Linked DNA regions of Mus musculus: region 2 is linked to region 1. A link is a contact called in public Hi-C data. All regions are on one chromosome and are shown on one strand. Each heading gives the region's core, a stretch centred on a gene start, on an enhancer-like site or on the middle of the called end of the contact. The rest is flanking DNA. Distances are from core to core; before and after follow the strand shown.

What was found. A called contact is a pair of places that touch in the nucleus more often than the background predicts.
Region 2: a contact with region 1 is called in a Hi-C map of cerebellar granule neurons, with 2.8 times the contacts expected there. The contact joins two enhancer-like sites. A contact is called at or near these places in 2 of 15 datasets of contacts at CTCF or cohesin (large pre-B cells and pro-B cells), 39 of 484 Hi-C or Micro-C datasets (the 63-12 cell line, B cells, the N1E-115 cell line and 21 more), 2 of 115 datasets of contacts at active chromatin or transcription factors (astrocytes and embryonic basal ganglia) and 1 of 9 other capture datasets (embryonic stem cells).

Annotation. Positions count from the first base shown.
Region 1 is chr5:113,360,229-113,366,508 of GRCm38.p6, forward strand. No RefSeq gene overlaps it. Among named protein-coding and RNA genes, the nearest start is that of Aym1, 6.1 kb to the left of the region's middle. Within about 2 kb of position 2,618, at least 9 of the 459 cell types and tissues checked have an H3K27ac peak or open chromatin away from gene starts, as enhancers often do. A contact at or near this core is called in cerebellar granule neurons and cerebellum, where this site is marked.
Region 2 is chr5:113,949,171-113,955,857 of GRCm38.p6, forward strand. It overlaps Ssh1 (slingshot protein phosphatase 1), which reads right to left. Exons shown (of 15, transcript NM_198109.5): 10 at 6,548-6,676; 11 at 4,083-4,129; 12 at 2,709-2,855; 13 at 1,216-1,416. Among named protein-coding and RNA genes, the nearest start is that of Gm52826, 23 kb to the right of the region's middle. Within about 2 kb of position 2,626, at least 82 of the 459 cell types and tissues checked have an H3K27ac peak or open chromatin away from gene starts, as enhancers often do. A contact at or near this core is called in cerebellar granule neurons and cerebellum, where this site is marked.

The sequences.
Region 1 (6,280 bases), core at 1,368-3,867:
CTGCTTCCACCCCGTGACGCTACCTGAGCCCCAGCTGCAAGGGAATGGTGAGTGTGTATACCTGTGTGTGAGCCAGCCCTCCACTGGCACTCTGATTAACTGTGAGTTTGTGTTAATAATGTTAGTCACCATCCACCGCAAAAGGCCTAGCTGTTAGAACAGCAACCAGCTCTCTTACCTTCCTGTCTGCCCTTCTCCTGGTTCACAGCCCAGCGTTCCTCCAGAGCATTCTCCCAGCTGTTCCTCCTGAAGCTCCCCGACGGCCTCCTTAAATAGCCCCTTCTCCCCGTTTCCCCAATACCAGCAGCTCCAGGCTGGCTGTATCAACTGTTGAAGCCTCAGCTCAGCTTCTCCTGGTCCCACTGTCTTCTAATGGCATCTTCTGCCCCAAGTGCCTTCTCCTCTCATCTGCTGGCCCAATCCCTTCTTTTTAAATAAATCTTGCCCCCATAAATGTACGGCTATGTCAGCCTTGGACGGTCTTATGCCTTTCCTTGATGACCTTCTGGTCCCACACTGGCCTTGAAATATAGCTATCAATATGTAGCCCACCACACATTCTGTTTTAGCTGAGATAAACGTCCAATTCCTAGAAACTGGGTATAAACTTTTTGAAGCGGCCATTCTGAATACCAAGATTTTTGTGAAGTAATAGTTGCAACAGCTCCTGTATCCACCAAACTGTCTATTTCAACCTCATTCTCTTGCAACTTTAATTTTGGCCTCGGATCATTAACAACTGTTTGCCAGAATGCGCATTTTCTAGGACTTCCAAACCCTCCTGATCGATTGTTCTCCAGGGAGCAGCCTTGCCTTGGATATAGACAAACAGTAACATCTGAGCAGTCCTATCACCTGTGTTAAAGCATATTTTTTTCATAAGCCATTATCTTCATTTCTACTTTGAAATTTTTCACCTATAATTCCTGGATGCACAATCAGTCCTTGGGAAGTCAAACTGCTCCTTCCTGAGACCATTCCTACTGTCCCTGAGGGCAAAGGACCATAAACTCCAGTAGTTATTTTACAAAACTGAATTGGGGGAGGGGTAGTGTAGGATGTTTATCTGTGACCGAGTCTAGAGCGGGGCTGCATTGTAGATCTGCAATGCTTAGTTGAGCCTTTTCTGCCTGCTTGTTACTTTCTGGCTGACGAGAGGCAAACAGCTTGTGCTTTCTGCTGTGTGGGGCTCCCATTTTGTTTCCTGATGGCAAGAAATTGCCTTGGGTCTCTTTTGGATCTACACTCATTGGTCCAGTGGCGACCCCTTGTCACATTGCCAGCTCACCCCCGGAAGCCTAGGCCTTCTTTACGATTCCTATTTAGAAAAACCATTGTCCTTGGAGATGTCTCATACACAATTTTGTTGTGAACTGTCATATACCCTGTAGTTAAAGCGCTGCACATTTTGAGATCTAGAGTCTTTAGCTATGGCTTGCCCAGTTATCAACAGCATTATATATGCTCGGACCAAGATAGGTCGTCTCCCCGATCCACTCTTCCCTGGGTGCCACCCTCGACCTTAATAGATTAATAACCTTTTTTTTTCATTCCGTATTTGCATTTTCAAATGCCTGGGTCTCAATTAGCACTTGGATCAGGGTCTGATATGGCTTTGCTCACAGCTGAACCTAATTTTTGTAAAACAACAACAAACAGTGAAAACTTGCCCTGAGCCTTGTATACTTTTTGTAATGGCTCAGCCAGTCTTTCAACCTTTTTACAATCAAAATAGCCCAGAGTGAGGAAAAGGAGAAAAGAACAACAACAAACAAACAAAAACAAACAAACTATCTGCTGCAGAAAACCATGTGGGAGTGTCCCAATCCGAAGCCTCCGCAAACACCTTGTGGGCTTTTTGAAACAAAGTATCCATCTCTTCTTTTCTTGCCTGTGTTAGTAACCAGTTCTCTTGGCTCTCAGTTTTGAGCCAAGCCCTTCTCCTAGCCATTCCTCCCTCAGTTCCCCAACATTGTGCTTAAACAGTCTCTTCTTCCAGTTTTCCCAATACCAGCAGCTCCAAACTATATACCAACTGTTGTAGCCTCTCTGCTCAGCTCAGCGACTCTGGGCTCCACTGTCTCCTTATGACATCTTCTGCATCAGTCCGCTGTACAGAGAGACTCCTCTGATGTCTGAGTGAGGGCCCCAACCTGGATACATACACACACACACACACTCACACACAGATATAAACGTATAGGCTGTTTCCATTTAGCTGAACAGTAGTGGTAGCTTCACCCCTGGGGCCTCTGAGTTCCTGGCTAGGTTTATAGTACCAGGTTTACCACAGTTTCCTCCTGTGGCCCAGGCCTTAAATTCAATCAAAGTGGTTGCTTGCTCCTACTGACTTCTGTGCAACCATTGTGTCCAGGGATGTCTCTTGCCTCATGCTCACTGTTGTGGTTCATAGGGTTGACAGTTGGCTGAGACTTGATGGTGACATTTTCCTTTCGCTAGCCAACACAGTCCCTTCCAGTCCTGTGGAAGCTGGCCTCGGCCAATGATTCATCTGTTAGGATTATTCTAATTTAGCTTTCCAACCCTCGGCCCTCAGCCAATCCCAGGTCTCCAGGACTTGTGTCTCCTCCTGTGCCACGGGAACATTGAACCTTGGACCAACCGCTCCCTGTTTCTCCAGATTGCAAGCCCTGGTCAGGACCATTCTATTCTCTACCACAAGGAACCCAGTGGCTTTAGATCCCAAACATGAGTCTGTGCAGCCGAGTGAGCTCAGCATCTCTGCACCACCTCAGCTCATCTGGCATGATGTGCTCAGGGCTCACAGACGCTGTGGAAAAGACAGAGCCCCTGCCTATAGCAATGAGTGTCACCTCAGCATTTGGGGCTAACGTGTTGGTTTTCATTCCCCATATACGGACATGAATTTTGAAAATCAGCCAGTATAGTGGCCTCTTATTCCACCTTTTCCTCAGAGGGCTCTCCTGTGATGTGGGTAAGGGTTTAGGGATGAGTGAGTCGCTGTGGCCATCAAGGCGAGTCACTATGCCTAAAAGAACCAAAGCCATTCGCCACTGCAACTGGGTGCCCAGGCAGATGTGGTGGTGTTCATGAGTGTTGGGAGTCTGAAGAAGTCAAATAAGATGCAAACATGACTGTGTCCCAGTAGCTCAAGCCAAGGCAATCTGCACATGGCGCGTCTCCAGGTAAGGAGATAAGTCTTACAATCAAACCAATAAATTACCAACAGATTCAAAGGCCAAGGGATCCCGAGGCTAAAGGAGAGGTGGCTGGGGTTGGGGTGCGGGGGGTGGCTGGAGAGATGGTTCAGCTGTTAAGAGCACTGACTGCTCTTCCAGCGGTCCTGAGTTCAATTCCCAGCAACCACATGGTGGTTCACAACCATCTGTAATGGAGTCTAATGTCCTCTTCTGGTGTGTCTGAAGACAGCTACAGTCTATAGAATAAAATATTTACAAAAAAAAAAAAAAAAAAAAACCAAAAAAAAAAAAAAAAAACAACCCAACCCTTAGGGAAGAGTTTTTTTTTAAATGTATATTAGACTCTCACTAATGATATATTGGACCCTGACAACAATACCTGCTGCTGGGAACGGCCGTAGATTCTCGTCCCATGTCAGCACTGGTCCTCTCCCAAAGCCTGGTCTCGTCCTGAGGGACCAGAACCAGGGGCCAGATCACAACTGAGGAGGGCAGGAACATAGGGCCAGAGAATCGCGATCTGAGAAGGCTGGGGGAGTGTCTGTGAGTGTGGCAGAACAACATCACACAAGAGCGTGGACAGATGGGAAAGGTGTCACTGCGGGTTCTGAACCCACAACCCCACCGCCACCACCACCACCACCACAACCAAGTGTCAGAAAAACAGTAGGTCAGGCAAGAACGCTGCACGGACAGTTCCAGTTCTCACTGGACATATTTCCCAGGAGGTGGACTCTTTCCAAAAACAAGAGATCAATGGCAAGTAAGGTAGAAAGGCTCTGGCTAGGCAGGGTGAGAGAAACTCGGGAGTGGACAGACTGAGGTCAGGATTGAGTCCTCGGGTGGAAGAAACTCTGTGAGGAGCACTCTTTACAGGAGAAGGGAGGTGAAATCTGATGGAGAATTGACCGAGTACCAGCAGGGAAACCCAAAACAACGGCAGGGAGAAAACATGAAGGCCCATCCCTCATAGTCTTTCTGCCAAGGAGATGATGCTGGGGCCTTGTTTCCTGAGAGCACACTGGGTGCTGACCAGAGCTGCGGAATCAGTGTATTCTTGGAAGACCTTGGGCTCCAGGGCAAAAGAATAAGCCGGGCTTCCACGATAAGAGAACGGAGGAGAGAGCGAAAGCAGAGCCTTCCCGATGGAAACGGAGCAGCGCACTGACGAGCCTCAGGGAGGGGCACAGGAAGTGTGGACTCCATACCAGCATGCTGGCTCGGAGGTGTGAAGGGCCGACATCTGAGTGGTCATAGGTGACCTTGGGTCATACTGCTGCCATGACGCCTTCCAGAGGGAGGGACAAACTGACTCCAGTCACTAAAGTCTCTAGAGCAACAGCCACATGAGACAGGTGACAAGTGTCCACTGGGCAGTTGTGTCTAGTAGAGACCCAGCATGGGACCTGAATCAAGGGAGTGATGGCAGGTGACTAAGGGGACATCCGTGCGATCCTCGAAGTTCTGCCTCTGCGTAAAGTTGTCCTACAATGTGCTTATGCTACAAGAAGATTTTGCTAGCAGCTGGTGGTAAGTGATTAATATTAACTACACATGAAAGAGCAAATGCATTCCCATGCAATATATACATTAAAATAGAAAAACCTAATGCATACACACCACACACAGGCACAAACAGACACCACACACAGACACAGACATATACCACACACATGCCACACACACCACACACACACACATACACACACCACATCATACCACACTACACCACACACATCACAAAATTAAATGGAAACCCAGCTGCAGAGGGCCTTCGGGGTGGACCTATCTGTGCTACAGCCTGCCAGTCTTATGCGGTGGCTGTTACACATCCATCCTGTGTGTGTGTACGATTTCAGATCACCATTTGTTCTTTGTGGCATCTGTCTGCCACCCGCATACTCTGCCCCCTCCTCTGGGACCACAGAAACTGAAGGTGCAGACCCGTGAGCTTAGCCATGTCTTTTCAAATACCTGTGTGGCATATGGCTTCTCGAAAGGGCTGTCAAGAACTCCCCAACCCGCTAAGGTGTTCTTCACCCTCCTTTAAGATGAAACAGAAAATGCAGAGACCCAGAAAGTGACCTCAAAAATTCAAAAGTCACTGGGAAAGAACTGGCTCTGGAGACGCCCATGAAGGTCAGAATGAAAAGGGTTCCAGGAGAGAGGAAATCTTAGCCCTGAAATATCCCTTATCCAATGTTGCAAACACAATCACACCCACACTGAAATGGAGTGTTTATTTAATGTCTAATGTGTGGCTGGTTTCCCTAAACATTTGTTTGTTTTTGTTTTTTTAAATACAGGTTTATTTCTTTGAGAATTTCATGTATTTACATAATTTCCACCTCTCCCCCCCTCCTCTGTTGTGTTCCCCTCACTCTTCAAATTCATGACCTCTTTTTTTTTTTTTCTTTTAAAATTGTCACACACAGACACACACAACCTACTGGGTCCATTCAGGATCGCTCCCATGCACACGTGTTTAGAGCTAGTTACAAGTGCACACTGCCACGAGCTGTTCCACGAGCTCTGGATAGCCAACTCGGCTCTCCATACTCACACAGAAGGCTTTACCAATGGAGCCACAGCTGCCTTCATGGCCTCTCTTGGTGGCTTTGCACCCGCATCCCAGCCTTAAAACATCCTCAACGTCACAGGGACGTCCACTTCCCATTCCGACCACTAGATGTCACTATGTACCCGGCCATGACATCTCGCTTCCCGGTTCCTCGAAGCCCGCAAGTTCTGGTGCGTCCCGCCCTTCCCAGAGGATGGGCCAGAGAAGGAGCCTCTTCTCTGGGTTCTCACACGGTGGTGGCACGGTAACTCCGCAGCCAACTCTCAGGATGCGCATGGCTCTTTCACTGATCGTCTCTGACAGCTCCTACCCCGTGTGTAAAACAAAAAACCCCACAACATTAATACTCTTTGGGTGTTTGTCCAATGAGAGTGATGTTCCCTGTTGAAACCTGCAGGAACCCCCACAAAAGCCAGTGTGTGTACTCCGAGCGTGTGTAACCCCAGCACTCAGACTCCTTGGAAGCGTGATAGCCAGCTAGCCTGGCATATAAGGTGGCAAAACTGACACCAGGGCC
Region 2 (6,687 bases), core at 1,376-3,875, 590 kb after region 1:
GAGGCAGGAGGATCTCTGAGTTGGAGGCCAGCCTGGTCTACAGAGTGAGTTCCAGGACAGCCAGGGCTACATGGAGAAACCCTGTCTCCAAAACAAAACAAAACACGCCCCCCCCCAAAAAAACAAACCAACCTAAGCAGCTGAATTTTACTTTTCTGTGGGGAGCAGATTTATCAGCTGCATGTGTGAATGTATGGGAAGTCAGCCTGCACAGGACCTGTACTGATTGCTTGTGCATCCTTAGAGAGCCAGGCCAGTTTTTAAATTGAGGTAAGGGTGTCACCTGGACCACTTCTATCTACACAGCCTGGCAGGACAGGTCCCAGTACTGCGGCCCTGCCATCTCTGTAACTGTTCAGAATATACACTACTCACCAGTCTCTAATTGTCCGCCACCGTAGTCTCCGGAACTGTTCATGGTACAGAAGGAACACCATCCACCACTCTCTCTCTGTCCTTTCCCTGGCCTCTGGGAAGATCGCATTCTCCATCTCTAGGGACCTCATGCAAGCATGGGGACCACACAGTTTTTCCCGAGAGCCCCTAAGTTTGCTCGGAATATACTGCACGTCAGAATTGCCCTTTGATGGGGTAAGGAGATGGGACCTTGCTATATGGCAGGGCCAGCCTTGAACTTCCGAGTCCGGCAATTTCCTAGCTTTAGCTCCCTAAGCAGCCTCGCCCACAATCAGGAGCTCCTTCATCCAACTGCCTCTCTTTGTTTGTTGATCCATTCATCCACCAATAGACTGGTGGGTGTCTTCTGCCTTTGGGCTACTGTGAATAACCCCACCATTGACACAAACAACCTGGGACCCTGTCATTTCTAGTCTTCTGGGTGCACCCTTAACTTAGAAGATGGAACTGGGCTTCTGGGAGACTGCGGGGCTCATTTGTGGTGAATCAGACCAGTGGCCTCTTCAGCCTCGAGTTTGGCATAAAGCAGGTACTTAGGAAATGGAGACACTCAAGCCCACACCACATACCGGGACATGCCTTGGATGAGCAGTTAAGTACTGTCCCTCGCCCAGAGAGACAAGCTTTCTACATGTGCCAACAAAATCAAAACGGATCGCTCCTGGAAACCGCTAATCAGAGCCCAAACAATAGTTGTTTTTTACAAGCCAGCTCCCGGGAGGCTGGCTGCCAGTTGTGGGAGCTCCTGCCAGGCCTGGCCCGCGTCGTCTGCCAGCCTGTGTCTAGGTGCTCTCTCACCTTGCATCCAGGATGCCTTCGTACTCAGACAGCTGCCTCATAAAGCCTGCGTTGGGCCGAGTGATACTACGTTTCTGCTTCACGTAGTTATACGCTTTCTCCAGGGGCCAGCCGAACTCCTTCATGGCGTAGGCAATGACTGTGGACGCAGATCGGCTGACGCCCATCTTGCAATGGACCAGGCACTTGGAATGATTCCTTCTGTGGGGATTGAGAGTAAGGATTAATAGTCCCACCCCCCTGTTACCTCACGGCTCCAACCCTTCTCTGTCTTAGGTCTAACACACCTTCTACAGGAAATATCTTTGCCATGAGATCTACTAGCACACAATGGGAGAACAGATGAATCTGCATGGCCTGGCCCAGCTTTCCAATGCGTGCTGCAGGAAACCCAGAATCTCCTCTGTTGCCACCGGGATAGGTGAGGCTACCTACAGTGGCCTCCTGGGCAGCTCCTGGACAGTTAATGGGAGTTCTACAAAAGCCACTGAGCTTTGACAGCAGATGGAGGCCCTGAATGAGCTATTGTCGGGAACCAGGGCCAGCCAGAGAGACGAAAACGCTGCGCCCTGGGGAGAGAGAGCGAGCCTGGAGGCATGAGAGCAATCTGGCCAAGAGAGATCAGAGCCAGGGGGAAGATGGAGCCGATCTGCCACTTTTAAGAAGGCTGTGCTGGCCCAGGCGCAGCTGATTTACGAGATACACAAGGAACAGTGACCCTCTCCTTGCTGGGAAGGTGAAGGCATGCCAGGCTGGCAGAGGCTGCAGCCGGGAAGCTAGGGTGGGGCCTGGCAAGCTCCTGTTTCCTATACCAGGTTTACAATTCCAGCCCCCGCTCCCCTACCCCCTACTTCGCAGCTCTAAACTCACAGGCAAGGAGTCTGTGCTCTGGAAAAGCAAGAAAAAGTAGGGTTTGGTAAGGATACACCTTGTAGCTTTGACTGGGAGGTTTCTAAGTAAGAAGGTTTTTCTCCACAGCGCGGGAGTGGGAGTTGGGGAAAGGGGGTGGGCAGAGTCTTTGCTTTGAACGCCAATACAACAGCTGCTCCAAAGGAGAGTAAGGAGGGGCCCCAGGGCTGCCCTGTTCTACCCCATGGAACTACCCCAGGAGAGGATACAGCCTGCATTCCTTGGGGGAACTGTCCAAGAGCCCTAAGACCAGCATATACCGGCCCTTTCCTGGAGAGAGCGCCCCATTGGCTTTTGGGTATTGAAGCCTGGCTGGTGTCTGCACTGATGCTGAACACTGGATTCAATGTCACACTCAAGGGCAGGTGGAAGAGAACGTGAGGGCGCCCTATGGAGAGGGCTGATTGCTACTTGCCCACTTTAGTGCCTGGTGTTCTGTAGCTAAAACAAAGGTCCACCAGACAGTCCTACCTCCCCTAAGATCCTGTCTGCCCACTTCCACTGCGAGGTTAGCTTCCTTATCTGGCCCGCCACTCATTCCTGCCGCTGCCGTCCCTCCCAAGGCCGCCTTCCCACACACTTACTTCGCTTTGTTTATGAAATGATAAGCTTCATTCCAGTGGGCAAGAAGGTCTGTGGTCTCCTCATCGTACACGCGGATGTTATGGTACGCAAACAAGCCGGGGAAAAAATTGTCTATTTCTCTAGTGACATTTAAAATGTAGTCAACTCTGAAAAAGAAGCAAAGGGCCCAGAGAGCCAGCCAGAATGAGGAACAGGGAAAACAAAGTAACAAAAACCTGCGGACAGAAAGTCAAAGGATGTGCAGACCACAAGGCATGGCTTTGGGAGAGAGGTTTGTTTGTTTTTTTATTTTTGCTTAGTGGTCATTTTTGCAGGAGTTTTATTCATAGGACAAGAATGTCTTACTCGAAAATAACCCATGTCATATCAAAACCCCCTTACTTATTAATACATTCAAGACCAGCTTGGGTTATAGAGCAAGATACTGTCTTAAAAACCAAACCTCTGCTCTTAAAAGAGTTAAAAGGCAGACTGTGCCTTCTGTAACTCTTGTCCTATTTGAGAGCATCTGCTAACCCAGACTCCACAGCCTCCACCCTTAACCAGTACACTCATTTCCTGAAAACCAAAACAATTTTGGTAACTGGAAAGGGTCTCAAATAGCTTTCACCCTAAGTAACAACATCTCAAGAGAGTTCCCTGAATCATGCATTTATTCCCAGTAAGACGAAAGCGTGAGGTCTGACCGCACGCTGGCCAGGCACTCTGCTGGGGGGGTGGGGGGTGGTGGTGGATACCTCTGACCGGAAGTTCTAAGGATATACTTTTAAGCTCTGTTTAGTCTCAGTTTTCAACTGCAGTTGGTTCAAGAAGGCCAGCTTATCAGACCACAGAACGGTGGTTTTGTGACAGCTTCCTTGAAGGGCTTAGCTCAAAGGTTCACTCCTGCTACTGAGCACTTCTCAGAGACAGGCAAGTTCCTGCCCAGCGATGACTGTTCGGTCACGAGAAGATTCCCACCAAGAACCAAAGGATTACCAGGGGTGGCTCAGTTCTCAGAGTTGCTGACTCGATACAAGGCCAACAGGGGTGTGTGTGTGTGTGTGTGTCCATGCAATGGTTTGTTACAGTAACTCTCCAACAATGGTTTTCGGCAATTCTTCTGGGGAGTGGGGCTGTGGGAAGGAGCTCAGAGCCTGCCTAGGGCCAGGCTGTCCTACATTCCCCGGTGTGACTCAGCTGCTCCAAGACCCCCACAATCACCTAAGACTCCAGGAAGGATCTACAAATCATGGGTTACTGTGTGTAGTACTCTGAAGCACATGAGCCCCTCCAGCCACTGCAGAGACCGGACAGAGGCCATGAGGCGGGCAGGCCAAGGCAGTGGCTACCTACGCTGCCTGGAGAGATGGGGAAGACGGGAGCAGACTTACCCTGAGCCCTGCAGCTCCTCCAGATTGGATGCATTCCACTCGGAGCCCTGGGGGACAGATCATACAAAGCTCTGTGAGTGTTCACACTCCAGTCTCAGAGCTGCTTTCGGCACAGATGGGGGACGTGACAGTGGGGCCTCAGCCTCAGAGCAGAAGGAAGGATGGAAAAGAACCAGGAGAGGGAGAGGAAGGAGTCTAAGCAGGTTCCTGAGGCCCTTGGGCATCACTGAGGGTGACAGAGAGGAAACAGAGCCTTGTTGATCCCCCAACTTCAGAGACGTTTGCGTCATGTCCCCCAGTCTTCTTATTCTGCCATGGGCATAGCCCACTGTGTCGTCCTCACCATTAGATACAGAAGGAACCCTGGGTCCCTTTCCTGGTAGGTATTTGATACTTTAAAAGTTCCCAGAGAAACCCTGTCTCAAAAAATAAATAAATAAAAATAAAAATAAAAAGTTCCCACCCTCTGACGCGGTAATTATGAATTTCAAACAGTGCTCCCAGGAACTAGTAACACAAATGACCACAGATCCCAATGATGGGCACTTCAAAATAAACCATCCCACTACACAGGAGGCAGAGGCAAGAAGATTGCCATGAGTAAAATAATCATCACGGTGGTGCAAGTAGGCGACACTCAAAGAAAAAACCAAGACAAACAAACAAACAAACAAACCAGAGAGACAAAGTCTACTTGGAACAGCACAGGCGCAGCCTCCTCTTTCTACACAGGCATCAGAGAAAGCCAGTGTGGGGCCCACGTTCCAATTCTAGCCCTATAAGAAACTGAACAACAGGGGCTGGAGAGATGGCTCAGTGGGTAAGAGCACTGACTGCTCTTCCGAAGGTCCTGAGTTCAAATCCCAACAACCACATAGCGGCTTACAACCATCTGGTGCCCTCTTCTGGTGCATCTGAAGACAGCTACAGTGTACTTATGTATAATAATAAAAGAAGAAAAAAAAAACTGAACAACAAACTAACAGCAAAATGCTGTGGGTGACAACCTCCCTGTGGGAGCTGGAAATATTTTTTTTCTCCTTTAAAATGATTTGTTTCTAAGTCTGTAGCTGTCTGACTGGATACATGGATACACTGTATCATTAAAAACGTCTCTATTTCTAGTCAAGGAGCACCGAATAGAAACACAAACAGCAACCAGGGATGCTCTTGAAAATGCAGCCACCTCAGTCCTGGCAAGGCCATCCCTGTCTCCATATCTCCGTCTCCTTGCCTGCCAACTTCCTCTCCCGAGCTTCCCAGGTCATCTGGGGCTCAGGGTTTGATCATCAAGCAACGTGAGCTGGATTTTCACATCTCAGGGGCAGCCTCGTGCATAAAATTCCTTTACTATCACTCATGGAAAGACTTCACAAGCGCCACAAAGGCTGTGAGTCCTTTGGCTGTGACCGCCACCTAGTGGACAGAGTGGAGGAGGCGGCTTTTCACTGTTCTCAGGGAGGCCAGCCAGCACACACATACCCTCTCTGCCTTTTCAAGTTATTCAAACCCAGACTCTCACATCTCAGTGGATATAGCCTGAGACCTGTACATGCAGGGAGAGTCACATAAAAACAAGAACATAAAAATCTATACATTCAATGCTCAGGAGGCAGAGGCAGAGGATCACAAACTCTAGGCTAGCCTGAGCTACAGAGTGAGCTTGTCTCAAAACCTACTTAAAGCACACACACACACGTGTGTGTGTATGTATACATATGTATGTATGTATGTATGTATGTATACACAAACATCTATTTATGAAGACTGAAGTTTCCCCTCAGTGGCTAACGCCATCGTCCTTCAATTCCCGTAAGGAGACACTTTCTCTTCTAGCCAGTTATGGCCCACAACCAGGCCTACAGAACCTGCGCTTGCAGGCTCCAGAATGCACTTCACTTAGTCATCCTAACCGCTCTATGAAGGAAGAGACAAGTTGACTCAGTAGAGTGGGAGGGCACAGGGCAGGAAGTTGGCCTTGATGTTTTGTTTTTGTTTTTGTTTTTTTTTTCCCTTTCTTCCTTTTTGTTTTTTCCAGACAGGGTTTCTCTGTGTAGCCCTGGCTGGCCTGGAACTCACTGGCCTTGAACTCAGAGATCCACCTGCCTCTGCCTTCCAAGTATGGGGATTAAAGGCATTCGCCACCACTGCCCTGCTTTGGCTGGGTCTTTCCATTCAACTTCATGATCTCCTAGCTAATTTTAGCAACCTGCTTGCCTCTGAAGATTGGCCAGTTGCCTTCTACGGATATTTACGGTCTGGAGACACCAAGCACAGGAGACGTGGGGGGAGGGGAAGAGTGCATCCTTCAGTGGGCTCAGAGAGGAACAAGTAAGCTACCTTTGTTTCTGGTAGGTGCTAAGGCACAGCCTCATCTGGGTTGTACGTGTCTCTGAGCATGGTCCCCAATCCAAGTCCCAAAATTAGGCCCCCAAACCCGGTCCCACTAGAGCTAGGCTTCTTACAAGATAAAGATGGTCAAAGATGAGGGAGGGCTTGTCCATCTGGCCCAGGATGAGCAGCATCTCGTTATCGATGAATTCCTTGAACTCCTTCAGGTTGCAGTTCATTTGCTTCTCCAGCTCATTTCGGATCTGTGGGCGGG